Regions from separate parts of the Mus musculus genome. Here all the other regions are linked to region 3. Evidence: chromatin contacts called from public Hi-C data. All regions are on one chromosome and are shown on one strand. The core of a region is the stretch at or near the end of the contact, and the rest is flanking DNA. Distances in the headings are between cores, read along the strand shown.

Evidence for each region. A called contact is a pair of places that touch in the nucleus more often than the background predicts.
Region 1: a Hi-C map of uterus shows a contact between it and region 3, with 4 times the contacts expected there. The contact joins two enhancer-like sites. A contact is called at or near these places in 4 of 484 Hi-C or Micro-C datasets (embryonic stem cells and uterus) and 3 of 115 datasets of contacts at active chromatin or transcription factors (the NIH/3T3 cell line and embryonic stem cells).
Region 2: a Hi-C map of uterus shows a contact between it and region 3, with 6 times the contacts expected there. The contact joins two enhancer-like sites. A contact is called at or near these places in 18 of 484 Hi-C or Micro-C datasets (adipose-derived mesenchymal stem cells, cerebellum, embryonic fibroblasts and 8 more) and 2 of 115 datasets of contacts at active chromatin or transcription factors (craniofacial prominence and embryonic fibroblasts).

Annotation. Positions count from the first base shown.
Region 1 is chr8:103,879,533-103,883,229 of GRCm38.p6, forward strand. No RefSeq gene overlaps it. Among named protein-coding and RNA genes, the nearest start is that of Gm32728, 160 kb to the right of the region's middle. Within about 2 kb of position 1,474, at least 17 of the 459 cell types and tissues checked have an H3K27ac peak or open chromatin away from gene starts, as enhancers often do. A contact at or near this core is called in uterus, where this site is marked.
Region 2 is chr8:103,812,588-103,816,683 of GRCm38.p6, forward strand. No RefSeq gene overlaps it. Among named protein-coding and RNA genes, the nearest start is that of Gm39235, 92 kb to the left of the region's middle. Within about 2 kb of position 2,179, at least 39 of the 459 cell types and tissues checked have an H3K27ac peak or open chromatin away from gene starts, as enhancers often do. A contact at or near this core is called in craniofacial prominence, palatal mesenchyme and uterus, where this site is marked.
Region 3 is chr8:104,021,238-104,025,202 of GRCm38.p6, forward strand. All of the region lies in intron 1 of Gm32728 (a long non-coding RNA gene), which reads right to left. Among named protein-coding and RNA genes, the nearest start is that of Gm32728, 14 kb to the right of the region's middle. Within about 2 kb of position 1,989, at least 93 of the 459 cell types and tissues checked have an H3K27ac peak or open chromatin away from gene starts, as enhancers often do. A contact at or near this core is called in craniofacial prominence, palatal mesenchyme and uterus, where this site is marked.

The DNA of each region.
Region 1 (3,697 bases), core at 224-2,723, 140 kb before region 3:
TCTTTCCTAGCCCATTTCAGTTCCTGGAGACGAAGAGAAGTGATTGGCTTGCTCCCCCAGCTCCACAAACACCTCATCTCCAATGAGCATCACCATCTAGTCTCTTTCAGCATCAGAACCTAGAGCCTGTGTGTGGGCCTGGCATCTTGTTCATACAGGTTGGACCCAGGCTGGAACACACAGGCTAAAGCTGTTTGTCTCCACCTCATTCATCACCAGCTTTCTAAACACATTCTCCTCTCCCATCTCTAGCAGGCAGAGCCAAGATGGAAAAACAGTCCCCTCGCCAAGCCATTGAATGCAGTCAGCAGTTCTTTGAAGAAAAATCTCCCCAGCCAGGTTTGTATCAAAAGCATGTCTTTGTTTATCCAGGTTTGATTGAAGATTCAAGGATTCTGAAAGATAGCATAGAACTCAGTCTTAAGGTGGTGTAACCCATCATCAATGTTGAAGAAGGAGAGAATCCATGTAATCTTCATGTAAGGAGGCTATGTTTCCTTTCCCCTGTGTGCTAAGCCCTGTGTTATGTTCTTAGAATACGGACCTCGTAAGACACATCTCATGTAGAGTGAAACTGAGTGAGTCTTGGCCATTACTCAGTTCTAACTAGTCACTTAAGTATGAGATGAACTTAAAGCCCAAGGTATCCGTGTAACTCACGTGAGTGGGGTCCTTTCTTAGGACTTTCCAAGTTACAGCTAAAGGATAAAGATGTAAAACCAGGGATTTTGATAGGGCTAGAACTAGAAAGGCATGAGTAGGGTCAAGATCACAAAAGGCGGGGAGGCAGCACATCATTCGAAGGCCTTTCTAGACAGGTTCCCAGAAGATGGGAGAGTGGGCACAGGCATGGTGGTGGACATGCAGAGAGCAATGTTTTTCAAGGGTGTGGCCACCCTAAAACTTCCCGTCATACCCCCTCTTTTCCTTAGACTTCGTGGAGTTGAGGATCTGTCGCCCACTTTCAGTAATTCTAGCAATGAGACTTTGCTCTGTTCATTCCCCTAACATCTGCTTCTGCTATGTGTCTCAACTCAACTGTTCCATGCTTCTCTTCTGGTGGCTGGCACCAGGCCCTCTTCCACACTTCGAGGCCTATGTCTTCTGATCCACAACCCCCAGCAGCCCCTCCTGAGCTGCTGTACGGCACTCCTCCATGCTCGACACACAACCCAGCTGCGAAGCAACTTAGTGACTTGTGGAGCCGCGCTGGGAAAAGGGGGTGTGCAGAACACGTGTGCATTTATTAATGCAAGGGCAAAGTAAGCAGTGTGAAGAACCAGGACACAGATTCTCTGTCCTGGCTAAGGAATTTAATCACGGCTTGAAAAATACTGCCCTCCCACACCCACACGCTACACTTCCAGTCTCCAATGCCAAGTCGGCAAAGCTGCCTGGTCCTCCCTTGGGTGACCATCCTTCCTAAGCTAAAGGTGCCAAAAAGGAAGCTTGCTGTTTAAACCTGGCACTACTACAGAGATCCAGTGTGAGGCTCACCGAGCCCAACACTCAAGACAGGCCCTGCCTTCCCCTGATTGTTAGGATTGCAGGTATCCTCTTTCATCTGACCAGATCTGGATGCAATGGCAATGAGAGATCTGTGACAGGAACCATGAAGAGTGGTGGGGGCAGTGGCCCTGGCAGACAAACAGATGATCTTAGAGGCATCATGATTTGCCTAAACTATTTGCCAACATGTCTTCCGTCTCAAAAAAGTGTTGGCAGAAGCCCAGTGCCTTGGCTTGGAAGGAGCTGGGAACATCTGCCAGCTCAATTCTCCTTAAAAGGAGATTTCTTCCTCAAACATTGACCCAGCTGCTCCCAGGAGCACAACACACAGTCTTGAGCTCAGGGGCAGGGGCGGGTGGGGCCTGGTGTTTGGATCATGCACCACAAGTCGTTTTCTCTGCACATTCTTTGCAAACTTGGATGCATAAACTCCCTGCCCTATCTTTTCTATACCAAGACACCAAGAACAGGCTGATGCTGTTTCCATGTAAGCTGGGATGGGGACAGGTGTATCAGAGTGACTGGGATTCCTAGGGAGGTGAGGGAATAGATCGGGCTTTCTCCATTGAGGTAGGAGAGAAAGGAAGATGGATGGAGAGTAAGGGAAGAGGAAGAAAGGTGAACTGCCTTTGTATAACTGCATCAAGGTAGGCTTGAAAAAAATGCCAGGTAATTGTGCTCAAGAGTGTGGGCTCTGGTGTCTCCCCATCAGGGTACAAAGCCAAGATCTTCTCTTTTCTCACTGTGTGAACATGTATGCATGAGTCAACTTCTTTGAACTAGAGTTTCTTTAACAGTAATAAGCAGCTGCAAAGAGCTTCCACTTCCTCCAATTGCTGTGTGCCACATATGGGACACATTCACAGGTGTGCCTGGCAAACAGGAAACACTCACTCCAACCTGGATATGTCTATCACCTTACCAGAAACTTCCACAGACAAACACAAAACCCAAACAGGAAAGCTGTAGTACCTGTAGCATAATCTCCCTCATGATCTCTGCAGACAGGCTTTTAAAACATATGCTACCATGAGTCACAGGTAACAGTCTGCCTTGACCGACAAAGCAGAAAGGGATCCAGGCAGAAAAGTATAGAACCAACACTTCCCTTTCCCTTGTGAAGAAATAAGTCATCAGACTATGTCTTAAGCATATGCAGATATCCAGATATGCCCCTCTTAATCATTGGGAATCATTAAGTCTGCCCTGGACTTGCCTTGAACTTCTATAGAGAAGGTCCATATCTGTGTAAGCTAGCACTTGAAATTAAGATTTTTCTGCTATTAAAGGGAAAGGCAAACCATTTGAAAAATTCATCCTGGACAAGAACACCTCTAGGTACAGATCTGTGGCTTTTGGAATCACCCCGAATCACTGTTATCCAGAGGCAAAACTGCCTCATGACGGCTGAGCTCTCAGCAGATTGAGGCCATACCTGTAAAGACATGGCTAAGAAACCTAGATCTTCACGTAAGAGAGGGCAGACTGTAAGCTCAAGACTGGGGAAAGCCGGGTCTTAAGGACTTGATGAGACCATTGCTTCATGGACTCACAGCAGCCGTGGCTCCTGCACAATGCCTACACGAGACCAGTTAGTCATCATTCCAGCTTGGAGTGGGGGAAGTTCTCAAGTTCCCACCCTTAGATGAGGACCTATTGACAGTGGATGACTTCTGGGAGGGAAGAGTCAGTTTTCCTTCATCGGCAAATCACTCTATCAGGTGGTCCCGTACACGAGTACATGAGTGGCCCAAGTTTGACTTGGTGGATAATGAGGGGGTGGGGAAGAGGACACAAAGTTATTGAAGGCAATGGGGGAAAACAGAAATGAATATGATCAAAATACAGTGACCACATGCATGTAGTTCTCAAAGAACTGATACAAATAGTAGGTTCCGTTTCTTGTTTCTTAAAGAAATCTGGATCCCACCAGGTATAGTCGACATGCCTGCGATCCTAGCACCACTTGGAAGGCTGAGGGAGGAGTGATAGAGTTCAAAGCCACCGTAGGCTCCATTGCCGGACACTGCCTGGGAAGGGGTAGGGAGGAGAAGGAAGTGAGGATGAGGAAGAGGAAGAGCAGAGAGAAGGAAAAGGAAAGGGGAAGAAAGGGAAAAAAAGAAGAAAATGAAAGTCTCCCATTTGACGCCTATCACGTGTTAATAATGAACACCAGAATCATGATGTA
Region 2 (4,096 bases), core at 929-3,428, 210 kb before region 3:
GCTGCTTCTACCATACCTGAACCACCTTAGGACTCTGAACTAGGAAACAGTCCTCAGCTGACCCCAGCCACTGCTAGGTCCTCCTACTGAGGACCTATGCTCAGGATCATGAGCCTGCAGACTCAGCACTGAAGGAATGAGAATCTGCTGTCCCCAAGTTGCCTGGCCTGTGGTATTTTGATACAGCAGCCCAGTACAAAGTCAGTATTCACCTCTTAGGAGGAACAAAGGCCTTGGAGCTCCCACTGCCAAGTTCCCCTAACTTCTCTGGGCTTCTGTTTCTCCTTCTCACTCTATGCTGTATTTTTATTAGAACCGATGAACAGGCCAGCACATCAGCTCAGAGCTAGGCAGGAAGCTTGCCCACTTTGCCAGCCCCTCCTGGTGTCCATTTTTTTTTCAAACATCGAATATTAGAAAATCTTTGTCCTTTGTCCTAGTTTTGTAAGCAAGCCAGTAAGGACCCACACTGTTGATGACTTGGGTAGGTCCTAGTCTTGGTTCTGATATCTACTGGACATCAGCTTCCTGGTCTTTGGGTTGTGGTTCCACCCCTTCTGAAACGGCAGCTGTCTATCTCTTATCGGGGAAGCTTTTGCGGGGATAGCAACCTACCTGTCAGTACATGAGAGGCACAGTAGTTCTGGGTTGCTGTAGAGATGAGGACCACTGACCATCAACTGTTAATCTTGACTGCCAGCTAGAACTAAATATCTAAGTGTGTCTGTGGAGAAGTTTCTAGGCTGGTTAAATGAGAAGCCCCATTCCATGAGCTGGGATCTCCTAAAAAGCAGGGGTGGGAGGGGGCTGGGGCAAAGGCGACTAAGCAACAGCATTCAGTACTCTCTGCTCCCTGACTGGGGATACAATGCAGGGAGCTGCCACAAGCTCCTGCCATCTTGACTTTCTCACCTAGGACTGCAGACCCAACTAAGTTGCTCCTCCTTTAAGTTGGTTTCGTCAAGTATTCTGTCACAGAAGGAGATAAAGCCACTAATACACCCAAGCACAAATGTATCGAATAACAGGAAGGCACCCGAAGCAGCCAGGCATGGACTTCCCAAATGACTCTGAGGGAGTCTTAGTACTCCCTCGGAGTACTATGTACTCATAGTCTATAGTACTCATCTATAGAACAGGTGAGCTCCTTCCTAATCAGAAACTAAACTTGATGGGAAGAGCCCAGGCTGGGTGTTGTCGTGTTTTATCTTAAAGCATGCAGGAACTGCCTTAGCTCCTCCAGTCAGGGTAAGAATAGCCGCTCAAGACGAGTCTGAGCTACCCACCCTGCTCCACGTCCTTCAAGGAGAACCAACCCAATCTGTGTCTCAACTCTTTGGTCCCAACTTCAAATAAGTAGGGATGTTTCTGTGGCTTCCTCGCAAATAGCTTGTAGTCTCAGATCAGAACGGAACGGAATGGATGCTCTGAGGCATGCTGGGAGTTCTGCCAGTTTGGAGGAGGGGTAGATAATTAAGGAAATCATGGTGAATTAAGCTTTCTGCAATGAAGCGCAAACATCTTTTCACAAACAGCGGCACCCTGTTAGCTTATGTTTTGCCAGAGAGAGAGGCAGGGTCTATCCACCGGGGTTTTCAGCCTGGTAAAACACATCTGGCTAGGAAGCCAAATATTTAAGGGTCATTAAAATCCCAGACTCCCTTTGCCAAGAACTTTTCTCCTTTGTTATTCAAGTGCAGAGCAGTTATGGAAAATGCATCCCATATGGTTTGTGAGGCATTCCTATTTACTCCACCAAACCGCGGCTTTGAAAGAGCTTTTTGATGTCAAAGATGCGTTCAGATTTTATAGACTTTTCCAGTACAGCTTTTAAGGCATCTCCCTTTGAACCCGAAATATTTGCCAAGAGTAAACAGAACCAAAAACCACAAGGGGTCAAGAGCTTTGTTGCAAACTAAGACCTCAGCTTTATCTAGAGCTTCCAGAGGTTTGAGGCCCCACCCCCAAAAAAAGCTTCACAAAAGATCATGTTTCCTGCATAAGTTACATGAAAATAAATACTCTAATGTATTCCTATTTTATTAATAACGTAACACCCTCACCCACCACCTCCCACCAAGAAGCAAGGATGGAAGATAGTCACACACTTAAACTATTAACAGAACTTTGGAAAGTTGGAAAAAAAATAAAAATGTCTCCAAGTCAAAAAGCAGAGTGTATTTATAAATTCTTTTTCAGTGAGGGTTTCTCCACTGTAATGGGCAAAGCAAACAGGCACAGACCTCGGAAGAGCTTGAAGATCCTGGAGCACACAGACCTTCCAGGGCTCTCAGAACAGAGAGAGTGTTTGAGAATAGTTCCTTTTGATAGATGGGGAAACTGAGGACCAGATCCCTGCATTGGCCAACAGCGGAATCCAGGACTTGGAGCTCCCAACCAGTCTTCTTTCCTCTCTTCCTCTTCCCATTCTCGCCCTTCTCCCACTCAGCTTCTGTGACCTTAGGGGCATCCTCCAACACATGTCTCCTCTGTCCCTTAAGTTCTTTCTCCACTCAGGGAGACAGTGCCTTCTTAGGTCATTCACGAGCATCTACTTAGGATTCCATAGGTGTACATGAGTGTCTGAGCAAATCTTTCACCACTTGCTCTACCACAGCACCACTCGCTGCCTTCCTAACCTAGACCCCATTCTCAGCACCGGTGTCTTCCAACTTACTCGGTCCCACCCACTCTGCTGTCTCCTGGCCCTGAGTTCACATACCTTATTGCTGACCCAGGACCTTTGCTCTGTACCCCTCTGTGACCCCTTTGCTTCTCTGCACAGTGGATCTTACAGTTCTTAGCCCAGGGGCTTCTTTTGTAGCTATTGGATGTAAAGCAGGGTGTCTGCACAGTGACTCCTATGTGCACAGTGACTCCTATGTGCACAGTTATTGGCTGCTGAACACACCCTTCCCACTCAAACTGGACAGAGAGCTTCAGAATATCATGTCATGCAAAGGGACCATGTGTCATTTCCTGCTGCAACCTGAGGGTGCAACATAATGCTAAGCTGGAAGCATAGCTTATTAGGACGCCTATCTCCTGGCCTGGGCTCCTCCTATTGGCCAGAAATAAAAGAAGGAAAAAAGGATGGAAGGAAAACAGGAAAAGGGAGGGTGAGAGAAGGAGGATAGAGGAATGAGGTGGAGAGGGAAGTGGCTCACTGTGTTTAGAACTTAAATAGTCTCTGCTTTTTCTACCTCTTTCAGGAGCATCCTTCCGTTTCCCACTGAGGCTCTGCATTCCTCTGACTTTTTCAGTCATTTGTCAACCAGTTCTCAGGTCCCCCAGGTACTCTGAGATGCCAGGGTCTCCAGAGGAAGTCTGAAATTTTAGTTAGAATCATAAAACCTGAACTTACAAGTAACAAAATGCTTTAGTGGTGGCAACTGAAGCAGCTATTTGCCATGAGAGGGGACCCAGGAAAAGGTGGAGACTGCAAATCTTGGTAGAGATAACCATACTGCTTTGTGCACCTCACGGAACTACGGGGATAAGCATGGCTTCTGAACATGCCTGCACCGTAGCCTCAGTTTTCAAAAGCTCCAGTGGGCGTCTTCCTGTTGCTTGACTTGGCTCCTTCAGATCTCAAGTGTCATCCTTGAAAGGTCACATCTGTACTTTTCATTTGTGTTTTTATGAGCGAAAGGAAGCTCTTGGGATCAGCATAGGGCCCACGGTGGTGACGAGATCAGTCATGCCCTTTCTTCTCCGAAGGCCCTGTTGGAGGAGGAGCAGTCCTAGTAAAGACACTGAAGGAGCACGTGGAGAGCTACAGCAAGCGTTCCTTCCTTTGTTCTACAGACATGTTTGAGAAGCCGAGTGTCCCAGAACCTTTTCTGGAATCCCCATCATGACGAAAACCAGCCTGACTCAGTATGCAAATGACTGCCGAATATTTATTTAGGGCTTAGCTGCTGTCTAGAGAAGGTCTTATTCTAGCATACCCTACGCTTCAAACGAGCTTGCTGGGAAAAGGTTCCCCAAGAGGCACCCCTGGAGGTGGAGTTGGCTGAGAGACTGAGCCAGGTGGTGTATGTTATATGTTTTGGTTTTAAGGCAGGCTGGCCTGCAATTCCCTGCATAGCTGAGG
Region 3 (3,965 bases), core at 739-3,238:
GCCACCAGGAAAGGGGCTGGGTAGTGGAAGAGAGCTGGTCACGTGCACTCTCACTGTGGGAACTGTGCAATCTGATTGTGCCTTGACAGAAGCAGGAGCAGCCAGCGGATCAAGCCATCCCCAGGACTAGATTTCAGAAGCTGCCCAGGAACCTCGCTGGCTCAACCGAGGTACCTGATCCAAAAGGTTCATCCACTGACACCTTGATAGCCACAGATTACCTCAGAGTTATCTCAGATGTCCTCTGGGAGTCAGGAGATGCGGGAGGAGCTAGGACTCAGCTCCAGAGGCTGCGGTACCCCACAGAAAAAGAAGACAAGGGAAAAAGAAGGCAAGCTGGAAGAGGGCCAGCAAGAGATGTTTTCTGCCCCGATCCTCTACCTCCATGTCTCACAGGGCTCTGCCACGCTGATGGTGATCGCAGGCCTTTCTACCTTACCCTACCCAAGATTTCTGTGAACTCTCACCTCTAGCCTATGGAACAAAGAAAATGGCAACCAATACGAAGGTAAGAGTCACCAGTGGGCTGGGTTTGAACTCACTGCACATCCTAGAGAAGTCAATTCATCTGCCGGAGCCTGGCTTTCCTTTTCTTCAGCCTAGAATCCCCAGTGCCTGCCTGAAACTGGAAGATCAGATGAAATGAGATATGGGGGGGTTTACGTACTCATTGCTCAGTAAGTCACAAATGTTAGTGACTGTATTAGCTAGCTTTGTGTGTCAGCTTGACACAAGCTGGAGTTATCACAGAGAAGAAGCCTCCCTTGAGGAAATGAAAAACAGCTGTAAGGCATTTTTTTTCAATTAGTGATCAAGTGGGTAGGGCTCAGTCCATTATGGGTGGTGCCATCCCTTGGCTGGGCCCATCCCTTGGCTGGTAGTCCCGGGTTCTATAAGAAAGCAGGCTGAGCAAGCCAGGGGAAGCAAGCCAGTAAGCAGCACCCCTCCATGGCCTCTGCATCAGCTCCTGCTTCCAAGTTCCTGCCCAGTGTGAGCTCCTGTCCCGACTTCCTTTGGGGATGAACAGCAATGCGGAAGTGTAAGCTGAATAAACCCTTTCCTCCCCAGCTTGCTTCTTGGTCATGAGGTTTTGTGGAGGAATAGAAACCGTGACTAAGACAGTGGTGCTCCTGTTCCATTACAGTTTCCAAATGGGGACCTGAGAGTTCATTGTGGCCAAATAAACGAGTTAGGAAACTGAATCCAGGCAACCAGGACAGGATTTCTCTCTTCCAGCCCTGCCTGATGCCTCCCACCACAAAGCCTCCTTGCTTCGCCTTGATGAGGTTTCATCCCACATAAGACACAATCCCAGTTATCCCAGAGAGGGGATAGCAACTCATGGGGTAGCGCTTGCAGTCCGACATCTTTTGTGAGTTGAAAATAAATCCCTGCTCCTCTCTAGGCTGGGTTTTCTCTAGTGCTAACACCCTCTGTACCAAAGAACAAGTTGTTTCTCCCAGCAGAACCCCACGTCTGTCCTACTGACCCTCAGTAGATTTATTTGGTATGAACTTTTGAATGTGGCCCTGCTGCTTAAAACGAGAGAAAGAGAGCACACTGCCAACAGTGTTCAAGTCACGACGGCGGGGGAAAAAAGAAATCAGAGGAGAGGGTGGGGCATGAGGAGAGATCAGGGTGTATTTTTAGGACTCTGTACAGGCCAGAAGTTCCTTTGATGAGTTTAAAAGTAAAAACATGTGTGCTGTGGTTCTGCTTGATTTAGACATGGTGTGGCTAGAGTGCAGTCAGCTTCCTCCCTTGGACTTTCTGATTCGCTGGGGAAAGCCAAAAAGTCTTCCGAAGAAAGAGATGTGCTGAGTGCATCCCACATCCTCCCACCCACATGCCTCTCTTTCTTTCTTTCTCCTCTGCCTTCCTGATCCACGTGGAGTAAGTACCAGAGCAAGTGAGGACCCTGTGTGGTCTGCACAGCACAAAGCTCCAGCCACAGCCTGGGCCCCACCCCAGCAGCTTCAGACAATTGCCTCCAGATGTGTGTGCACTGAGCTGGCCAGGAAGGATGCTGGCAGCCAGGGCTAGAAAGCCTAGCAACTGGTGCCATCCAGGCTCCCAGGCCACACCCACCTACCTCCGCAGACATTCCTTCACAACCTCATCATCTGAGGCCCCAGACAGATTGCAATATTGGGTCTAGGCCCAGCTGCTCAGGCTGTGTGTTCTCACCCAGCTCACTGCTGCTATAGTCACATGGGTTGGAATTGTTCCCTGTGGGAGACTTCACCCAGCTCAGGATCCCAGCTTCTCTGGATCGTAGGACAGTGCAAGGACACATGTCCATAGCCTTCTAGGAGTGGACTGTGGGTTTGAACAGTCAGATGTGCTGGGTCACATTGTGGCAATCTGTTCCCTGCAAACTGCTCTCTCTACGTAGGACCAGACTTTAGCCTCATAGATTCCTATATATCTTCTTCTCCACTGTATTAATCTGTTTCTGTTGCTATGAGTAAAATCCCCTAGGCAAGTTATTTTTAGTGAGAAAGGTGGTCTATTGAGCTCAGAGTTCTGGATGTTCAAGGATATCGCTCAGCTCAGATAAGAACCTCTTGGCAGATGGTGTCACCATAGCAACGGGATGGGATAGGATGGAGACCACAGTTTAAAGGTTCCACTGCTCCTTTTATCACCATCCCAAGCACCAAGATATGAGCTCTCTGGGTAAAAACTATACCCAGACACAACAGGATTTATTCCATAGATGTTACCAGCCCAATTCTACCCAGGCTGCAGAGCTAAGAACTATTAAATAGTATCCATGGTTGGGGACAGGCCCAAATGTTTCGAAGGTTCTTGACCTACTCTTATTCGAAGATTTGAAATAAAAGCCCCCACAAATTTTCAAAAGTATCAAGGAAAGTTTACTTCAGGCAAACCAATAGAAAAGATGAGGGAACACTAGGCCACTTCTTTAGGGTACTCAAGGGACCCAGGTTTCAGCCTAGGGTATCTTTTTATGGGATGTAAAGGAAAGAGAGATTGCTACAATGGGGTGTGGTTTGGGCGGGTCTCCATTTTGATTGAGAAATTAGATCATATAATCCCACTGCCCATGTCCCTTCCCAGAATGCATCTCATTTAATCACATGTGTGCCCAAGTATGCATAGATGCTAGGCAGTAAGTTAGGAGCTCCCCATAAAGGTTAGCTTTGAGAACACGGTTTGCCTTATGCGCATGCACTGAAATCTAGTTCTGGCCTGATCAGCCTGCTGCTCTTCTGACCCAGATTTGTTGGCAATATATTTGAATAAAAACTGCCAAAATCTGGTTATCTTACGGACACAGAGAAATTTACACTTAATGTTTGGAGAGGAGTATCCGTGAAGTCAGTGTAGGTAGGGGTCTCAGACTGCTACGTGGTTTGCTCACAGAGGGGTGTGTGTGCAAAGTACACGCAGATGAAGAAGGTGCATTGTTAGAAGAGAAGTGTGCACAACCCAAACCAGATACAGTTCTTGGCTACCAAACAACCTGCTGGGCGCGCCTGCCTCATACAGGGGCAACAGAGTCAAAAGGCACGCCAGGCTGAACGAAGGCAAAGACTGGCCACCTCCCTCTGGAGCTAATGACACAGTTTCACCAGGCAAATGACGGCTGGTCCACCACATCTGGAATAACAGGGGAAGTTCTGGGCACTCAGGCTGTTCGCACCACACAGGGATGGGGCACACTAAGAGGGCTTGTGGTTTCATCACCCAGGGGCAGCCACAGGCACATGCGGCATGCATAGGCATGCTGGCACAGAAGCTGCGAATGGACACAGACTGGCTGTGTCTGCAGTATCTTGGATTTCTGCTCCTGTATCTAAGGGCCGTGTATACATACTCTGGATACATCCGGAGTCTGACAAGTCAGGGAGATCAGAACATAAGGAAAGGGAGTTAGGAGGCAGAGGGAGGAAGACAAAAGGGGAGAGACATGGATGGGAAGAAACTGAAAGAAGGAA